Linked DNA regions of Danio rerio: region 2 is linked to region 1. A link is a contact called in public Micro-C data. All regions are on one chromosome and are shown on one strand. The core of a region is the stretch at or near the end of the contact, and the rest is flanking DNA. Distances in the headings are between cores, read along the strand shown.

Region 1 (2,700 bases), core at 149-2,648:
AAAAATGGCCCATTTTGTAATTCATGCTCCACAAAAAACTCTCACTGATTCCCCTTCAGCAGCTAATATTAATGACCCAAGCGCACTGGAGCAGGTGACGGAGCCGGATATTGAGTCACAGCGCTAGCAAAACTGGAAACATCAAGATAGTTACCTGAACTGTGGTTTTATTTTCTCGAAGCAAAGAGTTCCTGACCCAGCCACAGTGCATTATCCATTCTGAAAACGTAGTCCCGGGGACGTTTCTGGAGACAGCAAATTATGTAGCCAGAAGTTTGTGTGGCTGCATTTCACTTTTGTAAGCGAACGATACGAGCCGGTGTGACTCTGTTCCCTTTCGCGCTTGCCGGCTGACCGCTTACCTCAGTGTGAAGGGCTTTCCCACCGCAACCAGTTTGTCCGGTTAGCTCGTCGCGTACGTCGGCCGACTTGAAACGCAGAGGGGAGCTGATCACGACCGGGTTCGAGTCCGGGAAGAGCGGTTTCAGAAATCAGATAAGAAAAAAACAGTATTAAAAAAAAAAGTGAACAAGTGAATAACAGGCTGAGAATGTGGTCAAATCCGAAAACAGGGTAAAAAATCAGACGAGGGCTTTTCTTTTTCTGGACGGCTTTTTGGCAAATTGTTGGTTGGGTTTAGGGAAGTGAGCGGGGGGGTGGGTCAATCAGTAAAACTGCTTGAGTTTAGGGGAGGAGGGGGAGGGTGGGTCGGCTGATTGGCTGGTTGCCCAGTCAATCATTCAGCCAGTCGGACGAACAGCGGCGTTCGCGAGAGACGTTCGAGATATGAAAAAGCCTCTCGCGGATTCACATAAACAAAAACTGCACAAATGCATACCTCCCGAGACGTATTTCGCTGTCTCCAGAAACGTACATGGTACTATGTTTTCATAATGAGCGAAAGTTCATACTAACGAACGCATGAGAGCGTCCAAATTAATAAGACATTTGCTGACGAGTCATCCTCAATACCGCAAGATGTACCTAATACAAATGGCCACTGATGTTTTGCTTGTAGATTTTACATTAAGCTAATATTTGTGCATTAACATATCTAGATATAGTGACAAACAAACCGTCTTTTTTTTAAATACTTACTAGCGAAAATATCATTAAATTTGAAGGGGCCTTACAATATTTTCAGGGAAAAAGATGGTCTCAGGCTAAAAAGGTTGGGAACCACTGTCTTACACAACCGCTCGTGGCCTTAACAACAATAACAACATCATAATACCAACAATAAGAATCTAAATCTGGAGGAAGAGAAGAGCGACGTGATGGTCTCAGCGTGAGGATCATAATTGCTTTGATTCTTTGTAGTCCCCTAACGTTCCCCCCTCGTCCCCTAGGCCTCTTTCTCTCTCTGTCCTGAATTCTCCGCTGCTTCCCTCGCAGGGTTCTGGACTGAGTAATGTGGTCACATGACCCCGCGGCCGGTCTGTCATCCGGATCACTGAGCCCTACGCTAACAAGGGCGTCCCATCACTTGCCGTCTATAAATACCAACACCTCCCTCCCTCCCTTGCTAGTGAGCGAGCACAGGCAGTCAATCCGGCTCCTGTCATCTCCAGGGTGAGCCGGTCCGCCATCCGCACTCCTTTGAAGAGCCATGAATACGTGCTCGTGGGAGGGTCTCAATAGCATGAGAACTGGGGGCGCTTTTCAAGAACACTATTGAGAAGACCACCAGCATGCACTTGTTTTAGATCCTGGCATCCCACTCAGGCTTTTAAACTTGAAGTTGGTCATTTATTTTAATTGTGCAAGCTGTTCTTTTCAGCTTGGGGACTGTAGGGAACGTTAGCAGCGGTCTGGGGTAAAGCTTCACCCTATACACTACCTGACAAAAGTCTTGTCGCCTATCCAAGTTTTAGGAACAGCAAATAACAGTTTGTCTTCTAGTTGATGATTTGGTATCAGAAGTGTCTCTATGAAAGGTGAAGGCCTCTAGATTTTGCTGATTTGAGCTCAATAAATCTGATCATGTCTTGATGTTGACTGATTTGATTAGGACAGTGCGGTCTGACTCTGCTCAGACTAAAGTCTCATCACTGAACAGAAATAATGTCCAGTATAGAATATAAAGTCCTGCTGCAGTGGAGACAGAATGAAGATTGTGTCTGACTCCATCATGAGCTTGGAGGACTGCATCCATACATCTCTGACATGACTCACATCACTGATTAATAAAGTCATCTGGAATGAAGAAGAAAGCTTCAGCAGGATCCCAGAGTTCATCAAGAGTCTTTGTGTTCATCTTCAACACCTCCTCCTTCATCAGCTCAATAATGTTCATGTCTGGTGACTTGGCTGGCCAATCCTGGAGCACTCTCTGCTTTCAGGAGCTTTGATGTGGAGGCTGAAGTATGAGCAGGAGTGCTATCCTGCTGGAGAATTGTCCCTCTCCTGTGGTTTGTAATGTAATGGGCAGCACAGATGTCTTGATACCTCAGGCTGTTGATGTTGTAGATCTCTCGCACGCCCCCATACTAAATAAACCCCAAACCATGACTTCTCCTTCACCAAACTTGACTGATTTCTGTGAGAGTCTTGGTGCATGCTGGTTCCAGTAGGTCTTCTGCAGTATTGGTGATGATTGATGCAGATCAGCAGATGATCCATGGAGAAATCCACCTTCTGACACTTTCACACATCATCAACTAGAAGTTATTATCTGCTGCTCTGACAACTGGGGTCCAC
Region 2 (2,700 bases), core at 44-2,543, 100 kb before region 1:
CAACAGTGCAGTCTGAGGTTCCCCAGTCGAACAGCAGCTCCATGGTGGGACTCTTTCCCTGCAGGACGCATGCTTCAAACCGCCTGCAAACACACACACATGGAACTGTAAACTCACACACACACACACACACACACACACACACACACACACACACACACACACACACGCACAGGAGGACTGCAAACAGAGCAGCCGTACAAAACCGCAATTGTAAACAGCAAAAATAAATCTGGAAAAAGTGAGCGAGTGTTATGTGTGTGTGTATCTTGTGTCTATTTTGTGTCTGAGTGTGTGTGTGTGTGTGTGTTGTCTGTGAGTGAGTGTTGTGCGTGTGTATGCAAGTTGTCTGTGAGTGAAGGTTGGTTTTGATGTCTGTGTGTCTCTCTTTCATGTTGAGTGTGTGTGCGTGTGATGTTGTATGTGTGTGTGTGTGTGTGTATGTGTGGATGTTAAACTGTGCGTGTGGATATCAGTCTATGTGTGTGTGTGGATGTCAGTCTGTCTGCTGATGTGAGTCTGTGTGTGATTGTGGATGTCAGTCTGTGTGTTGACATCTGTGCATATATGTGTGTGTGTGTGTGTGTGGTTGTCAGTCTGTTTGTCTGCTGATGTCGGTCTGTGTGTGTGTGTGTGTGTGATGAATATCTGTCTGTGTGTTGTCAGTCTCTGTGTCTGTCAGTCTGTGTTTTGAAGTCTGTGTGTGTGTGTGTGTGTGTGTGTGTGTATGTCTGTCTGTGTCTGCTGATGTCGGTCTGTGTGTTGATGTGTGTGTGTGTGTGTGTGTGTGTGTGTGTGTGTGGATGAATATCTGTCTGTGTGTTGTCAGTCTCTGTGTCTGTCAGTCTGCTGATGTGTATGTGTGTGTGTTGATGTCCGTCTGTCTCTATGTGTGTGTGATGATGTTTGTCTGTCTGCCTGCGTGTAAGAGAAGAGTGTATGTGTGTTTCTGTATACTATTGATGTCTGTCAGTCTGTCTCTTGTTTATGAGGTTGTTTGGTGTGTGTTTGTACCTCATGTGCATCTGTGTGTATCTGGGTTCCCCGCAGGGTCTGCTGATGTCCGCCATGATGCTCCTCCAGGTGTCCTGCGGGTCCAGCAGGTCTGCTAAAGCTCTTAGCGCGGAGTACCGGAGCTTTCGAACCGGTGTGTTCGGCGTGACGTCACTCATGCCAGCCCGTTACCGCTGACTGTCCGTCATAAAAACCCTCAGAGCTCCAGAAGACTCGTGTTTTCCGAGATTGAGAAACTTCCTTCGTCTGTTGTCATTTCCCCCTCTCACAACATCCGCCTCAGACTGAAACTACACGGTGGTGTGACGTCATAAAAAGTGTAAACAGATATGTCCACACGTCATCGCTCACAAAACGCAAGTTTTATGCAGAAAATGTGATTTATTTATATTAAAAATTATGAGGCGAAGCAGCTATTTCTGAAGAGGACGCTGACAGTTTGGCTGAAACTCGACCGTGATTGGTTCAAAGTAACACGTCACGTGATAGTTATTTCTTAATCCAAAAAATAATAGAAATGTACATATTTATTAATATTTGCTTCTCTTTCTTCTCAATATATATATTACTTTGTGTCTTTTATTATTATTATTATTATTATTATTATTATTATTATTATTATTATTAATATCAATATTATTATAAAAAATGTTTCACAGTACAGATTGACAAGCAGCGTGACCAATCACAGCTCGCTATTTCTGTGTGTTTAAAGAAGGCGGGAAAATGAAATCAATCAAACATAACAATCGTTTAAACTCGTTTAAAAGTTAGAAATATGTGGAAATATGCGAAGATTCTGCATTCAGATTTAATAAAATTTAAAAATGTAGTGCGTGTGGATTATTTAAACCGTATAACTCTTCAAATGATGAATCTGACGTTAAATGATTTGCTGGTGTGTGTGCGTGTGTGTGCGTGCGTGCGTGCGTGTGTGTGTGTGTGTGGCGTTCACTCGTCGTCGTCGATCAAAATGTGGATATAATTCATCTAACTGGTAAGATTCATGTTTGGCCGCCGTGCCCAAATTATATTCACTTTTAAAATGTAATTTATTTTCTTAATTTAGCATTAACAGTCCTGTATTATAAACAAAATCGATTAACATTCATCAATCGGACATGTTGTGTATAGTCTCTATAGAGAACATGGCCCTGACACAGCAGAGGTGGGATCGTAATGTTATGTACAAATATATAATAATACTAAATGTTTTCTTGTGATTTGTTTTGACATCATGTGTGCAAAATATTTATACTGAGGCTGTTTATAATGTAACGTTTATATGTGGCCGCTGGGCGTCAATAGAGATCAAGAATAGAATTGAGTCTTTCAGCAAAACTGCTGTTCAGAAATGTGCAATCAGTGCAGTTTGACGGACTAAAACAGATCATTTTCTTTCCTTTGCCCTGTTATTTGATTTAGGAAAAGGTTTTAATCCTAGTTTTCTTTTGAAATCTTGTAAAAATCCACAGCAAGATCAAGATTAATGTGCAGTTTCTTTCTTTCTTTCTTTCTTTCTTTCTTTCTTTCTTTCTTTCTTTCTTTCTTTCTTTCTCTCTTTCTTTCTAATTATTTATTTTTCTTATTTCTTTCATCTTTTCTTTCTTTCTCTCTTGAAAATGTTTTTGTTTTTAATGAGTCTTTTTCAATTATGTGTGTGTGTGTGTGTGTGTGTATATGTAT

Evidence for each region. Hi-C and Micro-C count contacts between places; a contact is called where the count stands out from the background.
Region 2: a Micro-C map of caudal fin shows a contact between it and region 1, with 7 times the contacts expected there. The contact joins the promoter of irak4 here to the enhancer-like site in region 1. A contact is called at or near these places in 2 of 18 Hi-C or Micro-C datasets (caudal fin and an unstated tissue).

What each region holds. Positions count from the first base shown.
Region 1 is chr25:619,594-622,293 of GRCz12tu, reverse strand. The region is part of intron 11 of LOC101886654 (A disintegrin and metalloproteinase with thrombospondin motifs 20); the gene reads left to right. Among named protein-coding and RNA genes, the nearest start is that of irak4, 100 kb to the left of the region's middle. Within about 2 kb of position 1,398, at least 23 of the 62 cell types and tissues checked have an H3K27ac peak or open chromatin away from gene starts, as enhancers often do.
Region 2 is chr25:720,771-723,470 of GRCz12tu, reverse strand. It overlaps irak4 (interleukin-1 receptor-associated kinase 4), which reads right to left and starts at 1,293. Exons shown (of 10, transcript NM_200163.1): 1 at 1,015-1,293; 2 at 1-83. The coding sequence starts at 1,172. It overlaps LOC141380852 (a long non-coding RNA gene), which reads left to right and starts at 1,947. Exons shown (of 5, transcript XR_012400150.1): 1 at 1,947-2,011.